2 separate regions of the Hordeum vulgare genome follow, and region 1 is linked to region 2. The links are chromatin contacts, called in public Hi-C maps. All regions are on one chromosome and are shown on one strand. Each heading gives the region's core, a stretch centred on a gene start, on an enhancer-like site or on the middle of the called end of the contact. The rest is flanking DNA. Distances are from core to core; before and after follow the strand shown. Region 1 holds the start of LOC123412033. Region 2 holds the start of LOC123410057.

The links. Hi-C and Micro-C count contacts between places; a contact is called where the count stands out from the background.
Region 1: a Hi-C map of seedling shows a contact between it and region 2, with 4 times the contacts expected there. The contact joins the promoter of LOC123412033 here to the promoter of LOC123410057 in region 2. A contact is called at or near these places in 2 of 6 Hi-C or Micro-C datasets (leaf and seedling).

The regions. Positions count from the first base shown.
Region 1 is chr7H:82,394,748-82,398,287 of MorexV3_pseudomolecules_assembly, reverse strand. LOC123412033 reads right to left here and starts at 1,745. Exons shown (of 1, transcript XM_045104992.1): 1 at 568-1,745. The coding sequence starts at 1,385. The coding sequence ends at 903. LOC123412032 (LMBR1 domain-containing protein 2 homolog A-like) reads left to right here. Exons shown (of 14, transcript XM_045104991.1): 14 at 1-396. The coding sequence ends at 39.
Region 2 is chr7H:82,005,164-82,008,477 of MorexV3_pseudomolecules_assembly, reverse strand. LOC123410057 reads left to right here and starts at 1,397. Exons shown (of 1, transcript XM_045102940.1): 1 at 1,397-2,559. The coding sequence starts at 1,581. The coding sequence ends at 2,420.

The DNA.
Region 1 (3,540 bases), core at 496-2,995, 390 kb before region 2:
GATGACAGCGCCCTCGAAACGGATCGAGCCATTCGATGATCGACCAGGTGGTTTGACAAATTGACATGTCCAAAGTTTTTCTTGTTTTGGAACTGTGACATGTCCGAAGCTAAGAGTATGGATAGAAGGGAGGTACAGGATGTATAGTCCCTCGGAAATGTTGTTACAGAAGGTGTAGGAAAACCTAGGTACGGTATACAGGATTCCCAAAGGGAAAACGAAGGGGTCGTAGTAGAATTGTATATAGGTCACAGATTCGCCTCAACTAAACATCGAACTTGAACCAGCTCTGCGATGGTCTCGAAAATGCCGATGATGGCTCGTCCCTGGTGTTCAAGAAAACAGGACGGTTGCAAACAGTTTTGATGTTTCGGAGCTCTAGGAGTTCATCGTTTTTGTTTCCCATGTGCCTGCCTCTGAGCAAAAAAGAAAGAAAAAAACTATAAATTGCGACGGACTCGCTGTCAGATTGCAACCTACGGAGCTAGTGAATCTCACCATCAACGACAAGAAACACATCCACCGGTTCGATCGCGACGGGGAAACGAACAAACAAACAGCGCGATCGAGTCGAACGCAAGCTCTTTCATTGGAGACCGATCTGTACAAAAATGGACAAGCCATTAGGCTGTCCTTCCATCCAATCCAACACGGCTACCAGTACCCTTCCAACAACCGCGCACCAAACCCACAGCCACAGGGCACAAACCCGAGAGAAAGAAACAGCGAGGAAGACGCCAGCCAGCCAGCCAGACGAGCAGGTGATCCATCCATCCATCCGGCCACGTAGGCTATGGAGTTTGGAACAGCACACACACGACCCGGAATCCATCCGACCAACCAACCAACCGGGCCAATGTCGCTCAACTGACCGGCCGCGCGGCCTCCTGCCCGCCGGGGCTTCAGAACAGCGACGCCGCCCGCTTGTGCGGCGGCGCGGCGGCGCCCCCCTTCTTCCCGGCCGCCGCCTTGGAGTGCGCCACCGAGCAGCCGTCCCTCCTGTACCAGCTCGCCTGCTGCAGCCGGGTCCAGAAGTTGCCCCTCTTCGCCGGCTTCTTCTTCTCCTCCTCCGCCTCCGCCGCCTCCTGCTTGCCGTGGCGGCCGCCCGCGGCCGCCCCCGGCTGGTCCTGCCGCATCAGCATGCCGAGCCTCGCCCGCCGGGCCTCGCGGCAGGGCGGCGGCGCCGTCTGGGCCGACGCGACGCTCGCGTCCCCGGACGAGCGCGGCGAGGACGCCGCCGACGACCCGGAGGCGTCGTTGGCGGCGGAGATGCGCGAGAGGCGGTCGCTGAGGCAGAAGGGGCACACGCCCGCCGCGTGCCGGTGGCTCGGGTGCCTCCTGCACCGCGCCGCGTCCGCCTCCTTGGACTTGCCCGCCGCGGCCATGACGGCTTGCTTAGCTCGGAGTGTATGCTACTCCTAGAAAACTAATGGTGGCCGTGTGCGTGTGCGCGTGCGCGTGGTGGTGGCGATGCGGGCGTGTGCAATCGTCCTATTTATTGGCCGTTCCGGCAGCAGGGAGCTTCGCGGCTGGTGCCGGGGAGCGGGCCGCGTTGGGCGCCGTACGGTGCCCGCGGGGCGTGGGCGATCGGATGGTGGGGGTGAGCGGGGAGTGGGGGCGCGTGTGTGTGTGTGATTGGGTAGTAGAGTATGGGCATTTGGCGGATGATTGGTTCGGTTCAGCGCGGCAGTCGGCTGCGGTCAAGAGAATGTGTTTGAATTGCACAGTTCTGTTTAACCGTAAAAAAACAAATCTTGCAAACGGTTCGTGCAATGGCAAACGTAAAAGGGCAGTGGTCTGCCAGCCGTCCGATCTGTCGGATTAATCTGATTTGACCGTTAGATTTACCCATGCAGCAAAAAAATCCTTGATGCAGCAAATTTCGATCACGGATGCAGTAAAAATAGGAAATCGATTAAAAACAGCCGGTTGATTCTAGCGCGGCGTAAGCCTCTTCTAGCGGACGGCACGTGTCCCGCTCCGGTCCGCACACCGCTTCGTCCCTATCCCCACACGGGATGCCCCACCCACACAAGCACCAGCTGACTCTTGACTTGCATCGCAGCTCTCCCCAAATCAAAGCATCCTGCTGCAAGCCGTCGTGGACGCTGGGAGCAAGGGGGGCACTGGCGCTGCAATTAATGGCGGTCGCGCGGGCGGTGGTGCTGAGCTCTCGTCGGGCGGCTCCTTATGTACTGCGATGGAGCGCTCGCCGGCAGCCGGGAGCTGCGATGCAGCGCGCATTTGCTGCAATGATGCTTCATTGGCTACTGCACTAGAGCCTCGCCAGCGGCTGCAATGAAGCTTCACCGTCCAGCCGGAGCTGCCATGCAGCGGGCGGTGTTGGAATGGAGCTTTTGCGACGTCTGCATCGAAGCTTCACCGATGGCACGAAGCTGTGATGCACGGGCCGGTGATGCAATGGAGCTTCACTAGAGGCTGCGATGGAACTTTCAGCGGCGGCTGCATTGAAGCTTCACCGGCAGCCTGGAGTTGCGATGCAGTGGAGAGCTTGGCCGGCGGGGTTGGGTGCTGCGATGGAGAGCGGGGTGGCGTTGCGCGCGGTGTTGCGTCGCCGACGCCGACGGTGAAGGATCGTTGTGCTGCCAGCAAGGGGAAGGGGCTGCCGATATGAGAAGGGCCGGTCTTAGCGTTGACTGATCGAACGGCTCTAACAGGATGGATCCAACGGCATGCGACCTGACTGATTTCCTAGGGAAATCAATCGGTTCATTCGTAGCAGCTCCCGTAAAAATATGGTTGTAGCAAAAAAATATCAATGTGGTCGTAGTAAAAAAAACAACGCTGATGAAGCGTGATAGCAAAACAATCCGGTGAACTCGGGTTACAACTCTCTCGAACGTGTATGCAACTTTTTTAGTAAACGATTGTACCAAAAAATAATACCGATTATAGCAAAAATTAACACGTATTGTAGAAAAAAATTCGACGAACTCGGGTTGCAACTAAACATGGATGTAGCTTTTTTTATGAACAAAATGTAACAAAAATTCTATTGGTAGTAGCAAAAAAAAAACAGTTACATAAAAATAACGTCTCGCATCAAAAAGGAAGGAACGTCCCACGCGCAGGATCGCACGACGCACGCAGGGGCGGCCGAAGCGATCGGCCGACGCGCCGTCCAAAAATGTTTCCCAACGTAAAATAAAACCCAGCATTGGAAGCCACGGCACATCAGTGATACTACATAGGAGCAAAGTCTTTTTTTGTGTGTGTCGTGCATAGGTTACCTAGATACCTAGCATTCTCAGATAGTAGCAAATCACCAAGACAAAGATCTGCCTGATGTCCATACTTCTGATATGGTCGGAGTGGTGGGTTTCGGAAGGCTTCGTTGGCGGACTCCCATGTGCGTGTTATGCCTGGAGATTGCTGGATCGGCTGGAATTTGATCGTGTCCATTGATTCTCCATTAAGGAGGGAGAGGCGCGAAGCTGTGCTATTTGTTTTCATCAGGAGATATTTTACTCTATGATAAAGTCAAAGAGGAAGAATGTCATGAAAGGCGAGGTTGAAGGA
Region 2 (3,314 bases), core at 148-2,647:
TCGGTTCCCTTCCCCCATCCCACAGGGCCGCCACCCGCCAGCCGCCTGGAATTTCGGACGTACTCGTCGTTGGAATCACGTCGTCGGACCGCTCCTAAGCTCATTCCATCGCGTCGCCTCGCCGCCCCATCTGGTCCGTCGAGCCGCGTCGCCCCCGGATGCCCGCTGAACCGGATTGACCCCCACCACGTCCGGCCCACCTCCGCCTCGGATTCGCAAGTTTGCGGCCACCCCCTTTTCGCCGCAAACACCCACTATCAACTTCAGGAGCATCTCATCGAGTATCATTGGCAGAGACATGGTAGTAATTTTTGCCATTTTTTATTCATTTCATTTAGTTCATGTGTGATTTTCATCATTGTTGTATTTAGAACATTTTTTTATTGAATTATTACTTTATTTCAAAGATTTGAATAATGATTGTAATATGAATGATTGTTGTATTGTGATTTGGATATTTGATCTTATATTTTTTAATCAATTTTAATAAATAGCACGCTTATACATACGATTTTATAATGCGGGTTCTGTTCAGTCGTGACTTTTGTTAATCCATAAAATGCTTTTTTCATGAACTATAAATGCAGGATACAGATCGTGTTATACCGGGTGTGCTAGAGTTGGTGGAAGGACCTGCTATTTTCTGCCCGTCGTCGTCGACAGGACACGCACTCGTGGGCGATGACATGCGTGGCCAAGGCGCATGCTACGCTGGCCGCCACTAGTATATAGATATCTAACGCGGATCCGCGTAATCAAGGACTCCACAAATTGCGACACCTCTTCGTTGCTAGGTGAGGTTAGGTCGGAATCTACCGGTACGCGCTGATGTTTTTCGGTCTCCGATCGAGACACACCGAGATCTTCCTGCACACGTTGACCACTCGTCACTAGCATTCCCACAGCGCACAGCCCTGTGTCTTGCACGCCAGTCCGACCTGCGTGTCGCCGACGAGACTCCAAAGTCCAAACCGCTCTCTCCATCACCCCATGAGCAGGTAAAAAAGGTCGATTTCACCTCCTGCCTCGTCGCCGGGTACAGTAGAATAAGATCGGGGATACGAAGAATGGGACCTGTCAGGGCACAGGGGAACAGAGAGAGACATGGACCGGCCGACGCCGTTCACCGTGTGTACGCGAGTGTGCTCCACTAGTAAGCCCAAATTGAAACACGCCTGAAGAGGGAGACACGTGAGCAAATTTTGAAACGCCGGGGCGCGGCGAACCTTCTCGCTGGCCGCCTACCTGGCCGGCCCAAGTTGCCGCAAGCCACGCACCCAGTCACATGCCGCGAGGAGCAAAGCAGAGAGCAACAGCGATGTGCCGTACGCGGCGCAGGAATGCAGCTATTCCATCCTGTCCTGGGTGTGTTCCCACCTTTGCCTTGTTTATTGGCAGCCGGCCGCGCGAGGAGCTGTCACGGCCCGGCAAATCCAGAGCCTATATATACGCACGCACAGCTCACCTGAGCTGAGCAGAGCCAAGGCACCCGCATTATTCATCGCTTCGACAGCCGACACAGCGCGATCGAGTCCCCGCGCAGAGCAAGAAGATCAGGAGGAGGATCCCCATTCGATCTGATGGCGCCGGAACTCGGGTGGTGGCCGATGTCGCCGTGGCTGAGCCCGGGCGCGGCGTCGTTCATCCTCTTCAACCTCCTCGTCGGCGCCATCGCGCTCATGTCGTCGTCGTCCCGGGGGCCGGAACCGGCCGCCCGGCGCAGGCTCGTCCGCACCGCCTCGACCGTCGTGCTGGAGAGCCTGCGTTCCGTCTCCAACTTCCCCTTCCACTCGCTGGGCGACTACGGCGTCGCGTGCTCTGCGCCGGCGGCGTCGCAGCTCCACCACGTGCAAGACCAGTACAACGGTACGTTCCAAGGGCAAGAAGCGCGGGAGGCGAGCAGGGTGGAGCACGAGCCGGCGTCAGTGGCGCAAGAAGAAACTGTAGCGGCGGCCGCGACAACCACCTCGCCGCAGAGCGCGCCTTTCGCGGCACCGGCGGCACAGGAGGTGGACAGGATGGTGGAGCACGAGCCAGCGTCAGTCCCTCAAGAAGAAACTGCTGTGTCGGCCACGACAACGACCAAGCCGCAGAGCGCGGCGCGGGCGGCACTCGACGCGTCCGCGGCGGCGTCTAAGGCCGAGGTTGGAGACGGGGAGTCCATCAGCTTGGACGAGGCGTACGCGCTGGCGCGCGCGGGGCGGCAGCGGCAGTCCGCCGCAGATACGGTGCCGAGGAAGGTCAAAGGGCGAGGAGCCTACGGATGTGGGCGGGGAACGGAGGACGTCGAAGGGAAGGCGGAGGTGGACGCGCGGGCGGAGCAGTTCATCCGGCAGTTCCGGGAGGAGCTCAAGCTGGAGCGCATCAACTCCATCCTCAACTACACCCACGCGCTGCGCCGCACCGCCGGGGCACGGTAGCCGGTGCCGCCGCTCGGCCCATCGTCTCGTTTGATTGTGTAGAGAGAATATTTCGTTTGCTCTGTACAGCATTTTTGATTGATGGATCATTCCCACAGAGAATGCAACAGCAGTACAGCACACAGTTTTGGATTGTTTACTGCAGCCACGTACTGTTAGAGAGAACTGCCAAAACATCGTATATTGGCAGATCGCACATCTCTCAACCTGCAGAAAGGACGGATCGACGACGGCATTGCTATAGGGCAATACGCCTACGCGCAGCGTGCTTGTGCCCGGTGACCATGGCGGTGAGAGCATGTACAGCCACATCTTGCAAATCGGACCTTTAAACGTCCGCACACCTGTCCGGATGTGTTTGTGGTACTGATCGAACACTTCCTAAATTGGTGTCATGTATCTCATGTCCGACACCTTTTATCCCTACAAATCCATACAACATAGTACGTAGATCATCACACGATCAAAATTGACAAGAAACAGACATATAAACCAGTATCAAAAGGGCATAATTTACATAAACATCATTGAAAAGACATAATTAAGCACCTCAACTTGAGATCCGGCACATTCTAACTACATATCAATACTAGATTATCTAAAAGGAGATGGTGAGCTTCACCACTTCCTCGTCGGCCGTTTGCCCTTGCCGTCGTCGGTGATGTTGTAGCTGTCCGTAGCAGGAGGTGGGTCGACATCGAAGTCGTCGGAGTCAGCCCCATCGGAGGAGGAGAAGGAGATGACGATGTAGCCTTGACAGCGCTGGACGATGCGGTCTTTCTTGCGCTTGAGCTTGGCCACCCTTGCCACCTCTGCCCTCTCCCCCCCGCTCGTATTGCTCATTGCCGAGCCGGAGCTATTCGACGTTGATCCTCCCAAGCCGCCAAGCGTCCA